4 separate regions of the Mus musculus genome follow, and regions 2, 3 and 4 are each linked to region 1. A link is a contact called in public HiChIP or PLAC-seq and Micro-C data. All regions are on one chromosome and are shown on one strand. Each heading gives the region's core, a stretch centred on a gene start, on an enhancer-like site or on the middle of the called end of the contact. The rest is flanking DNA. Distances are from core to core; before and after follow the strand shown.

The links. A called contact is a pair of places that touch in the nucleus more often than the background predicts. HiChIP or PLAC-seq counts read pairs in DNA pulled down with a chosen protein or histone mark.
Region 2: an H3K4me3 HiChIP or PLAC-seq map of embryonic stem cells shows a contact between it and region 1, with 6 times the contacts expected there. The contact joins the promoter of Psmd3 here to the enhancer-like site in region 1. A contact is called at or near these places in 1 of 39 promoter capture datasets (hematopoietic stem and progenitor cells), 5 of 484 Hi-C or Micro-C datasets (embryonic stem cells, pre-B cells and reprogramming fibroblasts), 6 of 115 datasets of contacts at active chromatin or transcription factors (embryonic stem cells, pancreatic cancer cells and stem cell-derived neural progenitor cells) and 2 of 9 other capture datasets (adipose tissue and liver).
Region 3: a contact with region 1 is called in a Micro-C map of the G1E-ER4 cell line. The contact joins the promoter of Ormdl3 here to the enhancer-like site in region 1. A contact is called at or near these places in 4 of 484 Hi-C or Micro-C datasets (the G1E-ER4 cell line, embryonic stem cells and liver), 1 of 115 datasets of contacts at active chromatin or transcription factors (pancreatic cancer cells) and 1 of 9 other capture datasets (adipose tissue).
Region 4: an H3K27ac HiChIP or PLAC-seq map of extraembryonic endoderm stem cells shows a contact between it and region 1. The contact joins the promoter of Smarce1 here to the enhancer-like site in region 1. A contact is called at or near these places in 7 of 39 promoter capture datasets (cranial neural crest, frontonasal cranial neural crest, hippocampal neurons and 4 more), 1 of 484 Hi-C or Micro-C datasets (embryonic stem cells) and 7 of 115 datasets of contacts at active chromatin or transcription factors (the SCID.adh cell line, embryonic forebrain, embryonic limb bud and 3 more).

What each region holds. Positions count from the first base shown.
Region 1 is chr11:98,953,208-98,956,008 of GRCm38.p6, forward strand. All of the region lies in intron 2 of Rara (retinoic acid receptor, alpha), which reads left to right. Among named protein-coding and RNA genes, the nearest start is that of Gm22061, 8.2 kb to the left of the region's middle. Within about 2 kb of position 1,339, at least 120 of the 459 cell types and tissues checked have an H3K27ac peak or open chromatin away from gene starts, as enhancers often do. A contact at or near this core is called in the G1E-ER4 cell line, the SCID.adh cell line, adipose tissue and 5 more, where this site is marked.
Region 2 is chr11:98,680,985-98,683,942 of GRCm38.p6, forward strand. It overlaps Psmd3 (proteasome (prosome, macropain) 26S subunit, non-ATPase, 3), which reads left to right and starts at 1,570. Exons shown (of 12, transcript NM_009439.1): 1 at 1,570-1,953. The coding sequence starts at 1,746.
Region 3 is chr11:98,585,754-98,588,554 of GRCm38.p6, forward strand. It overlaps Ormdl3 (ORM1-like 3 (S. cerevisiae)), which reads right to left and starts at 1,492. Exons shown (of 4, transcript NM_025661.4): 1 at 1,375-1,492.
Region 4 is chr11:99,229,746-99,232,603 of GRCm38.p6, forward strand. Smarce1 (SWI/SNF related, matrix associated, actin dependent regulator of chromatin, subfamily e, member 1) reads right to left here and starts at 1,272. Exons shown (of 11, transcript NM_020618.4): 1 at 657-1,272.

The sequences.
Region 1 (2,801 bases), core at 89-2,588:
CTAGAAGGTGTCAGGTAGTTCCTGGAGGGGGGTGTGTGGAGTGGCTTGCAGCAGTGATGCTATGTCCTGGTGATCTTCCAGGCTCCCCCCCCCCCAACCCCCCCCCCCCCCCCCCGCTCCAATCCCACGTCTGTGGAGATGGCCTCCCCTTCCTGGGCCTCTTGCAAGGTTGCACCTCAGGTGTGTTGTATGTACTCTGCAGGTGACCTGTGGGAGGGCCAAGGCCCCTCCAGGTCACGGTGGGGAGAGCTAGGTATTGTCCTACTGGGAGTCTCCTAGGGAACCAGGGTGGAGGCCCCAGAGATAGCACAAGACTCCTGTCCCTTTGGCTCCTGGCCCCTGAAGCCTGTTTGCTGTGGAGGTTTGGTCTTCTCTGTGCTGTGTGACGAGGGTCAGGGTTGTGTGTTCTTTGGGAGGAGGGGGTCAGGGCTGAGTATGCTGAGAAGGGGGGGAGGGGTTAATGGCTTGTGTATACTGGGTGAGACCAGTGTTTCCTAAGAATTAAATCCAGAGCTGGGGAGGGGAATGTCAGCTTGTGGTGGAGCTGTGGGGGAGGGCTGGGGGGGGAGTGGGGGAGGGCTGGAGGGAGGGGGGCAGGCCTGATTTAGGGGCAGAGGTGTCTTGATGTGAGGGCTTCAGAGACTTTGACCTTCATAATGTGTGTGTGTGGGGGGCTCTATCTCTAATGTCTTTGTGTTTCCTGGCCTGGGGGCCAAGGGGTGAACCTCTTTGGCTTATGCGTCCTTGGCATTCCTTGGGCTTCGAGGTTAAAACCTTAGACACCTGTGTCACGTATGTGTCGATCTCTTGGCATTGTTTCCTGGTTGGTAACACAGCGACATTAGGTAACACAGACACATGACCAGATACTGTGCGAGCTCATCCCGGGGGACACTTGGTGTGTGCCTGGCATGTGACCCGGGAGAATGGGAGGCTGCTGTGCACCTACTGTGGGTCGGGACATTATCTGCGCCTTAAAAAAAAAACAAAAAACAAAAACAACCCTTCATGTGGACTCACTCCTTCCGTAGAGTCACCTTGTACTCGTGTATAGAAGAGGGAGGGCAGAGGAAGCCAGGCCAAAGCACGGCAGACATCCAGATAGTCAGCTTTAGGAGGACACCGGGGGTAGGGGGGTGGGGTGGGGCATTCCGGGGCCATTGGAGATTATGGAGACCTCACCACCATTGTTGAATATTGTTCTGGTTACTGGAGACCCGGTCTCCGACTTCCCACCAGTAGGGGGCGCAGGGAAAGCCACCCCTCCACCCCTGCCCCCCTTCTCAGTGTTGGATTTTGAGACTGGAAAGATAAGAAGCCCGGGAAGATCTCCATCCTGTCCTAGAAGCCGTGGACACAGTCTGCCCACACCCCCACCCAACCCTGTTCTGCCCTCTCGCCGGCTGTGAGCTTGCAGAACTCTGCAGCCCCCGCCTCCTCCCGTCCCTGACAGACTCTGAAGGAACAGAGTGTAAAAGCCTTAGCTGTTATTCATATTTTGTTGCAATTTCTGAAGGGGGGGGGCAGGGAAGTTGGAAGCAATCAGTCGATGAGTTAGGACAGGAACCTAAAAGGGTGGCAACAGATTTTCCTTCTACATGTTGGCTGGGTACTTGTCTAGATATGGGGATGTGGTCCCCTCCCCCTCCCTGTCTTGGGAGCCCAGGCCTAGGGGAACCTGGGAAGGAGGCCCAGAGGAAGGAGGGAGGGGGTGTGCCTGTCTCTTCATTCCTTGCCCTGGGGTTTGCTCCCTTGCTTGTTCACACCCCGCACAATAGAAAGGACAACCTTGAGGAGGCGCGTCCCTGCCTAGTCGCCCCTGCCCTGGGGTCCAAAATGCTGAGTCAGCCAAAAGACCTTCACAGGGGGCTTTCATTGAAAATAGAGTCCCTCACTATTTATCTATCGTCCTGGAGGGATAAATGTACAGGCTCTCTCAGGGTAGGATTCCAGCACAGATTGGGGGAGGGGACACAGGGAAGGAAGCTTGTCTTCCTCTTAGGCCAGTCAGGGCCTCAGGCATTGTATACACCTCTTGCCAAGGGATGTGCGCCATGGGGTTTTGCCAGTGCAGCCTTTGTATATGCGTTGGGGGTGGTGTGTGTGTGTGTGTGTGTGTACATGGTAGCATCGGTAAAAAGAGGAAATGGTAAGCTGCAAATAATGCCCCTGTAGTCAGGATAGACTAGGGGTCCCTTTGCCCTGGGAGCATTCGTAATCCAGGCCCTCCCCCGCCCAGATGGACCCCAGGTTGCTGAAAATACCATCCAGCCTGAAGTCTGATCCCACTTCCCTACTTGCTCCAGAAGTCTTTCAAGTCAGCTCTGCCCGTGCAACCTTGGGCAGGTCACTCAGCCTTTCTCGGAATCTTTTGCCTTTCTTGTCTGTCTCTGGTAGGCTGCTCGCTGTGAGGCCACGGTGACCCGCTTGCTGGTTATGGCCTGCAATAGCTTCAAGCACCTTGAAGGGCGGGGAGGCGGGGGGGGGGGGGGGGGAGTGTTCCGGGTTGGGGGTAGGGCTGGGTATTGTCGTAGAGATGGCCACCCTGTATCAGGCCCTGATGTCTGTCTGGCACCGGGCCTAATGTTGTCCCTCTGTCCCTAGGGCAGAGGAGGGAGCCCTGCTTGGCACAGGCTGGAGGTGGTGGTGGTGGCAGCCATGAAGATTCAGCCCACACCTGCTAAGGGCTTGCTAAGCATAAAACCCTAGGGGGGGGGGGAGCTGGGGATGGGAGGTGTGACTGAGCAGGATGAGGCCACAGCCTGCTAGCAACTGCCTGCCACCCAGTATCCCAGACCCTG
Region 2 (2,958 bases), core at 320-2,819, 270 kb before region 1:
ATGAACTAACCAGTACCCCCACCCCCCAGCTTGTGTCTCTAGTTGAATATGTAGCAGAGGATGGCCTACTTGGCCATCAATAGGAGGAGAGGCCCCTTGATATTGCAAAGATCATATGCCCCAGTACAGAGGAATGCCAGGGCCAGGAAGCTGTGGTGGGTGGGTTGGGGAGCAGGAAGGGGGAAGGATATAGGGGGCTTTGGAGATAGCATTTGAAATGTAAGTGAAGAAAATATCTAATTAAAAAAAAAAGCATTTATGCTTAGTAGTGGTGGCAAATGCTTGTAATTCCAGCATTTGGGAAGCAGAGTGAGTTCCCAGACATCCAGGGCAATACAGAAAAACCTTTAAAAAAAAAAAAAAAGCATTTATTTATGGGGGAGGGGAACTCGAGCCTCAGCATGCTTATGGAGGTCAGAGAAAAGCGTGAGACTCAGTTCTCTCCTTCTACCATGGGACCCAGGGATCAAACTCGTGTCTTCATACTTGGCAAGCACCTTTACTCACTTGAGCCATCTCACCACCCCCTCAACATTACTTTCTTTTTTTTTTCTTTTTTTGGAGACAGGGTCTTTTTGTGTAGTTCCCGCTGTCCTGGAGCTTGCTATGTAGACCAGGCTGGCCTTGAACTCAAAGATCTCCCTAGTGCTGAGATTAAAGTTGTGTACCACTGAGATTAAAATTATGTACCACACCTAGCCCTACATTACATTCTTGAGCTGGTGTTTGTTTGTTTGTTTACTTTTTCGGGAAAGGGTTTCTCCGTGTAGCCCTGGTGGTCCCGGAACTCACTCTGTAAACCATGCTGAGCCTCGAACTCACAGAAACCCACCCGTCTCTGCTTCCTGAGTGCTGGGATAAAAGGCATGCACCACCACGCTGGGCATGTTGGGTTTTTCAACAATCTTATATATACTGGCCCTGAGCAGTATACAACGTGGACTCCTATTATTAAATTTGACTAATTCTACACAAATACACACGACCCCCACATTCCCAGGCTGCAGAGAAGGTATGCCTTATACTCAGCATTATACAAAAATTTGACAAGGAAGTTCGGATGCCCTGGGGGTTGAGCTCAGTTTATCGAAAGCCAAACAGCCTAGCTACACGTCCACAAGCTCCTTTTCTTTCTGGTGCTGGAAGCATCTGGCGGGCGTTGAGAGCACGAGCCTGGCGGATTTCATTGGGGACCTGACCCGCGCAAACTGGGAGAGCTTGACCGGGGCGGGGGTTAGGGGGGTGGAGAGGAATCTGCCCGGCAACTCATGATGTCATCCCCATCTGAGCTCCGATAGGTCCTACCCACTTACATGTTAGAGTCTGTTGTAGCCCAGCTTGGAGTCTAAAGTGACCTCTCGCGGACATCCAAAGATGTACACTAGAGAGGAAGATAAAATCACCACTCTCAGGTCCCACAAATTCCTGCAGACTCCTCCCAGTTCCTAGAAGGTCCGCCTTCATCGTTTCTTGAAGACTCCTCCCACTTCCTAGAAGATCCGCCTTCATCGTGCACCTCGGCTGTTGATTTATTTTCCCTCCCTGGACTCGGCCATCTGCTCGCCATGCCTGGCATTTCCCAGAAGCCCCAGCGCCGGGAAGGAGTTTGCAGCTGCTCGGTCATCGTGCGGCCCGACGCGAGCCCGCGCTGGTGTGCAGGCCCGGCTCTGTGCCTGGTCTCTGGTGTGAGGGTTTACGCGAGGCCCCTGCTTCGGTCCCCGGACTAGGCCTCGACCCCGGGCGCCATGAAGCAGGAGGGCTCGGCGCGGCGCCGAGGCGCCGACAAGGCAAAGCCGCCGCCGGGAGGGGAACAAGAACCGCCGCCACCGGCCCCCCAGGATGTGGAGATGAAAGAGGAGGCAGCAGCTGGGAGCGGCTCCACGGGGGAGGGAGACGGCAAGGCAGCTGCGACCGAGCACTCCCAGAGAGAGCTGGACACTGTCACCTTAGAAGGTACGGGAGCCCACGTCGGGGTCGTGCCGCGATCACCGGTGACAGCGGCCAGGGTGATGCGACTTCTTGCTGGGACCTCTGCGTAGCCTCCACCTACCTTGGTTCCTTCGGTCAATGGAGCTGGGGTCAGAAGTGCCCGCCCAACCACCCTGACTCCCTCGACCCCAGCCGATGACCGAACCTGTTCTCCAGTCTGCGGACTGCTCTCCTCCTCTGGGGTTGCATCTTAGTCTCACCGAGCCTTTTCTTCAGTCCTTCCCAGTGATCTACTCCATCCGACCGATTCTAGCGCCTGTTATTGCTATGTAGAAAGTAGCATTTGTATTTGTGTCTAGAGAAACCAGGGTAACAGATTACACTAGCCTCTTAGTTTAAGAGTTTATAAAAATGGGTTCTGTAGCTCTAGGCTCCTTTAGCAAACTCCCTCGGAGAGCCATTTCTACCTTCTGCCTTCCTTCTGTAGTTGAAGCATCTAAACTAAAAGTCCCGGTGCACTTTTCCACTCTCTTAAGGACCTTACCCCTCCTTTCCTAAAGAGTTCAAGCACACGCACGCTTTTACTTCTGAATCAGACCCCCTCCCCCCCCACCCCTGCCTTCTTTCTCTTTTAGTTTATAATGCCTACCTGTGGCCCCGACTCCTATAAGCCAACACCAGAGACCCGTTCTCAGGCTCCTATTGTCCCCTTGTCCCGCTTAAGTTGCTCTTTTACTTTTTCCACTTAGTATATCTTGTCCATGTGCGCGCGATGAGACTTTTCCGGGTGATCTGTAGTTTTTTCTCTCTGTGTGTGTGTGTGTGTGTGTGTGTGTGTGTGTGTGTCTCAACTGCACGAGAAACTACTTTAAAACATGGTGATAGGCCAAGTCATGCCCTGAGTTGTACTTTTGAGTGTAAGTATGTATAGACTGCATCAACTCCCATTCTAAACTTGGTAACAAGATCTGTATACAGTAAAGGTCTTCTTTCCTGAAATAAAAGTTTCCAGTGGCAGAAATGTCACTC
Region 3 (2,801 bases), core at 242-2,741, 370 kb before region 1:
CCTGGGACATCTACTATGTAACAGCCTCCATGGGAGGGCAGGGACTGAGAGCTAAAGTCTCTGAAAGATCATTAAGGTGAGGAAAAGTTTCCCAAGTCTCGGCAGAAACTGCTGTCCTTCTCCATTACACAGCCCTACAGTGGCACAGCTATAGACACAACTCCCTCACACTGCGGTTCAGTAGTGCCAAACCTCTGGCTGGATCCCAGGACTGCAAGACCCTCCACTCCTTTCTGGCTCTAACAGGGCATCTAAGAGAGCCTAGGTGACCCCACGGGAACTGTCTTCCTAAAGCCTAAGTGCTAGTTGTCTTTTAAAGCAGGTTAGGAACTTCAGGAGACTGCTGCACCCTCTTTCACCATCCTCCCAAAAGTACTCCTGAGACTTTCCTGTGGCTTTGTGTATTTCCATTAGGACACAACTGACCTTTCTCCCAGAAGTGAAGAAATAGGAGACTGGCAGGGGCAGAAAGGTCTGGGGTGACCAGACTGAAAACTGCTACCACAACTGGCAGGTAGCTGGTGTGATTTCATAATCTGCCTCAAATCAGAGCCTGAAGCAACTCCGTCCTGTTAACCACTTTTTTTTTTTTTAAACTTTTGGCTATGGTATAGCTCTTTGCCTCTTTTCCATGCAGGCCCAAGCCAGTCTGTCAGACACTCATGCCAAGACCAGATTACCACCCCCATCTCCTCCCTCCCGCCTTCCCCCCCTCCCCGCGGCGTTAACCATCCGGTAAGCACTTCCCAAATCCCTCCCCAGTTTAAGACTTGCCCTTTATACAGCAAACCTGTTCCCAAGGGATCCCAAGAGGGAGTTCATGCAACACACAATGTCGCTTCCACTCGGCCCACCCTCAATCTGCAGAACCACGGTTGTCCTCGCCAGCCCGACTCCTGGACTCAGGAAAGTGGGTGTGGAAAAAAAAGCAAGCCTCCACGAGTCAGGAGCGAGGGAACGGTGTCCTCGATATCTTGGGAGTATGTGTATGAGAACTCCTTCCACGGGGCCTCCCGCTTCTGCTCTGCAGCCTGGTACCTCGCACTAGCAGTCTGGCCGGGTTCGGGGCCCAACCCCCATCTCCACGCATTCACTCAACCCTGGAGGCAGCCAAACCTTTATCCCTTAAGTCCAGCCGTTCCCCGCCTCCCACCCCCAGCTGCAGCGCTCCTCCCGGATTATCACCCCCGGCCCCCTGCTCCCACTTTCCTCTTTTGGCACTCCTTCGCCTGATGCACGCACTCTCCACCCCCAGCCACCCAGCTCAGGTCTCCTCCTGCGCGGACGCCTCCCCAGCAGCAGCCTTCTCTCCCGGCTCTCCAACCCGTGGAGCCTTCGGGCTTCACCACTCCGATGCCACCCGTCTGGACTCACCGCGCGGGGTTGGAGGTCGAGGGCCCGGGAGAGAGCCCGAGAACCCGGGCCGCGGCCGCTCCAGCAGCTGTAACAAACCAGCGGCGGTGGCTACCCCGCTGGCAGCTCTGGCCGAATCAGCTCCCCGAGCCGGGGCGGTGACGTCACTACCACGCGCCTATCACGTTGTGCCTCTTGGGAAGTGTAGTTTCTAGGCTGCCTCCTCACCGGCCCGCCCGGCGCCTCCTGGGAGTTGTAGGCTTTTCCCTGGTCTAGCTTTTGATCCCACCGCGAGCTTTGGCACCCCGCAGAACGTCCCACCCTGACGCAATAGTGAGATCAGATGCTGTCTCTTTGGTGCGTTAACAATTGTAGCTTTTGCATCTGCGCCCTTCACGTGTTGCACAAGCGGTTTGTCCATGTCCCATCTTGTAGTCGAAGACTTAAGAGTTTTAAGTAACCTGCATTAAGGCCCTGCTAAGATAGCCTGACCCTAAATGCAGAGGTTGTTTTGGTTTGGTTTTTTCCTAACCGTCGCTGCCTGGGCCCCGGATTATCTCCAGAAGCCGAGAAACACTACCCTTTGCCCCGAAGGAGCCCCATTCACTCCCGGGATTACATTTTTCAGGACTTTAGTTGGGTACATGTGTTCAGGGTAGAGACAGGAGCCTGTGGGCATCTTTGGCCCACCTAGTCTTTATGCTTAATCCTTGCTGGTGTAGGTCTGGCCACTCCTGGATCTCCTCCCTACATCAGGTATAAAATAGGATTTATGTCATAGGACGAGACCTTACTAACGTGAGGAGCTTTGAGCTTCTGTCTGAGGTTAATACGTGTAGCTTTAGGTAGGGAGCCTCATTTCTGCAACTTTCATGTCTGGAAGCTCTGAAAAGAAGGGCACAGACTTTATTGCTAGGTACATATAGTGTATGTACATCTTTATTGGCAGAGTAAGCCTGGACAAATGACTTGTCTTAATCTCAGTTTTACAGCTGTCAAAACTTACTCCCAAGGTTGCTTTGATATTTCAAAAGAATGTCATACAAAGCACTTCTTATCTTGTAGGAACGCAACTAGAGTGTTCTTTGGCTCTCCTAGGTCACTCCCACTTTCCACGTCAACAATAGAGGGCCTCCTTTTAGTTGTTTCTACTTCCCCCGCCCACCTTCTCAGTCTCGTGCCCATAAACCCTGGCAAGGCTGGAATGACAGGAATAGATGACGTAACAGATGCCAGCCTGGCTGGCTGTATATGCGCGACGGACTGAACATGCGAGGACTGGAAGGAGAAGGCCTGCCCGGACAACCTGGGGAGCTTTTTCCTTAGACCCGCCCATCATCAGGGAGCTGCCAGAGGGGGTGGGGGCGGGGAGGAATAGCTGTCTCCGGCCGGAGGCGGAGCCCTGGAAGCCAGGAGTGAGTGTATATCTATCTGACTTACCCTGAGAA
Region 4 (2,858 bases), core at 22-2,521, 280 kb after region 1:
GCAACTCTGTATTTATTGAATTAATTACCTTACTGGTCAGGCTTATAACACAGTCTTACTCACTAGTCACAACGACCCTACCCGATGCGTATGACTGTCCCCATTTTACAAAGGAAGAAAACAGTCTCGGGGCGATTAAGTGTCTAAGGCCAGAGACCCGGAATTGTCAGAGATGGGTTTAAACCCAACCCACACCGTCTCAGACTTCACTCCAGGCCACCCCGGGAATCCTTAAGTCGCTGCCTGAACCAAATAAAAAATAAAAATAAACAAAGGGGGGGGGGGACGACCACCTTCGTGGTGGGTGAGGATCCCCGCTGGCCTTGCCCAGAGGGTTTCCGGAGATCCTTTCCCTGGAGTTTTGTGGCGGGCGGAGGGCGAGCTTTTCTGGAAACTCCCCTGCAGGGGGTTGTGCATTGGTGCTCACCGGCGTCGGGAGTCCCGCGGAAAGGGACTACCGGCGCCTCCGAGGAGCTGTTCCGGACGGGGTTGCCCCGCCGCCGCTAGGCCTCACCGAGGCCGCACCGGCTCTAGCTCCCGCCTCGCAGCCGAGGCCGAACCCCAGCACCCCGCGGGAGCTCGGGGTCCCGCCAAGCAGAAACACCACCGCTCGCCACCCTTCCCCGACCGGGTTGGGCCCACTGGGAAACACTCACCCGCGGGCCGAGCAGGCGCCCGCAGCTCCGGCTTCGCTTCCCTTTGTCCCGCGCTCGCCCCGCCCCTCGCGCCGGAGCTTCCGCGCTCGCACTTTCCACACGCTCCCGGGAATTGTCTGCCGGCCGCGGCCGGCTCCCGGCAGACGAACAGCCCTTCCAGTGAGCACGCGGCGAGGCTTAGGGCGCCAAGGATTTTTAAAAAAAATTTCGTCAGGCTCCTGGGTTTCCTCAGAAGTCTTCCAATTTGGATCCCGTCCCAGTCGGGCGCCGATTCGTCACGGCGAGGAGGGCGGAGAAGGCTGGGCCGCGTTGCGGGCCCTGGTTCGCGGCCCGGCGGCAGGAACTGCGCAGACTGCGCGCCCGGGGCTTCACTGAGGCGGTGGGCGCCGCCGCGTGAGGCGGGCGCCGGAGGGGAAAGGCTCGCCGGAGCCTCTCCCGGGAGAGGGTGGGACGCAGTTCCCACACACCATGCACTCTGGCTTTTCCCTTCGCTCTGGTCTTCAGTCCTCCGCTGATGGACGTATGAATGGAGAAGATGGAGAATGTAGGCGGGGAGGACCCGGGTCGCTGCGTTTAGGTCCTTGCTGGCGCCCAGCGGGGCTCCCCTGCCTCCGCCTAAGCGAAAAGCAACACGGGAGTTTTGTAGTTTTCCCAGATGTTTCTAGAGGTCGAGTGATGGCGGCGGGTTTCTGCGCCTAGGGTCCTCAGATGTCAGCTCACTCCTTCCAGCTGGCATACCTGTGACAATTCACATCCCTTCCCAGGAGGGCCAGTTCAGCTCAGCCTCGCTTGTCTTTAAACAGTTCAGTGTTTCTTTGTGATGCCCTCCTGGAACTTTCCCAAGCCGGTCCTGTATCTGATACCCTCTATATGGGATTGGGCCATCTGCTATCTTGGAAAGTCTTGAAAACAAAGTTTTAGGCATCTGGACCGGACAATTTCATAATTACCAATGATTTCTAAGGGCTAGACATGTAATTGTTCAGTGAGTGTGCGTGGAGCCACCTTTCTGGACCATTCCAGGGCTATTTTTTTTTTAAACTAATTAACGAATACTTTGGCGGATTATACAAAGTAGAGAACACTTGGCTAGTGTGGGTCACGTCACGGTGGAGGAAAAATGAACAGAGCATCTGTGGTTATCTAAGGTCAATGTTAGCATCTAGAGAAACTGGCTGAATGCTGGGACTACCTGTTGGCCCTTATCCTGGTTGTGACAACAGGAAGTGAGGTATCTTTAGAAGTGATAAGTGATAATACTGTCCAGTTCTTCCATCGCCCAATATTTTCATACTCTGGTGAAATTATCGAAATGAACCGGTATTGTAAGGAAAGACTAAAGGAGAGGTTTGTTTTGTTTTGTTTTCAGATGAATGCATAGCATAAGGGAATGATCTGAAAATGTTTTTTTTTTAACACAAAGAGCATAGAGAAGGTGAATGTAGGATCCACACAATTACAGCAGGGATCCAGTGGCTTCTTCCTCTGCCCAGTAATTCCAGCCTTGTTACTTCCCGGTCTTAGCAAGGACTATGGAATGGTGGAAAAGGGGGTACAGGCACAGTGCTCCGGAGCATGTGTGCACGCGCATGCATGCTGCAAGGTGCCATTCCCAGCTGGGCAGTTAGTTCTCTGAAACTCAGCGGTGTCTGCATGCTGTGGTGGGAAAGGGCTGGCACAAAATTGGCTTAAAAAAGGGGAATTGATTGAGTTCTAAGTGGACAGCGGCATGGCATTCTTTCTTGTTCTTTTTACTTCTGTGAGGCGCTAGGGATTGAATCCAGGGTCCCGAACAGGTCCTGCAGCACTTTTCTTTCCTTTCCTTTTTTCTTTTTTTTTTGGTTTTCCGAGACAGGGTTTCTTTGTGTAGCCCTGGCTGTCCTGGAACTCATTCTGTAGACCAGGCTGTCCTCGAACTCAGAAATCTGCCTGCCTCTGCCTCCCGAGTGCTGGGATTAAAGGCGTACGCCACCACACCCGGCCTGCAGCACTTTTCAAATAATGCTGTCTACTATTATATCTCCCCAGAATTATAGGATTTTATAATTATGGTTATGATGCGTGTGTGTGTGTGTGTGTGTGTGTGTGTGTGTGTGTTTGTAGGATCTTACTACGTAGTTCAGGCTGGTCTGGAACTCAAAATCTTTCCTCTGCCTTCCACGAGCTGGGATCGCAGGTGTGTACTGTCAGCACCTAGCTGGA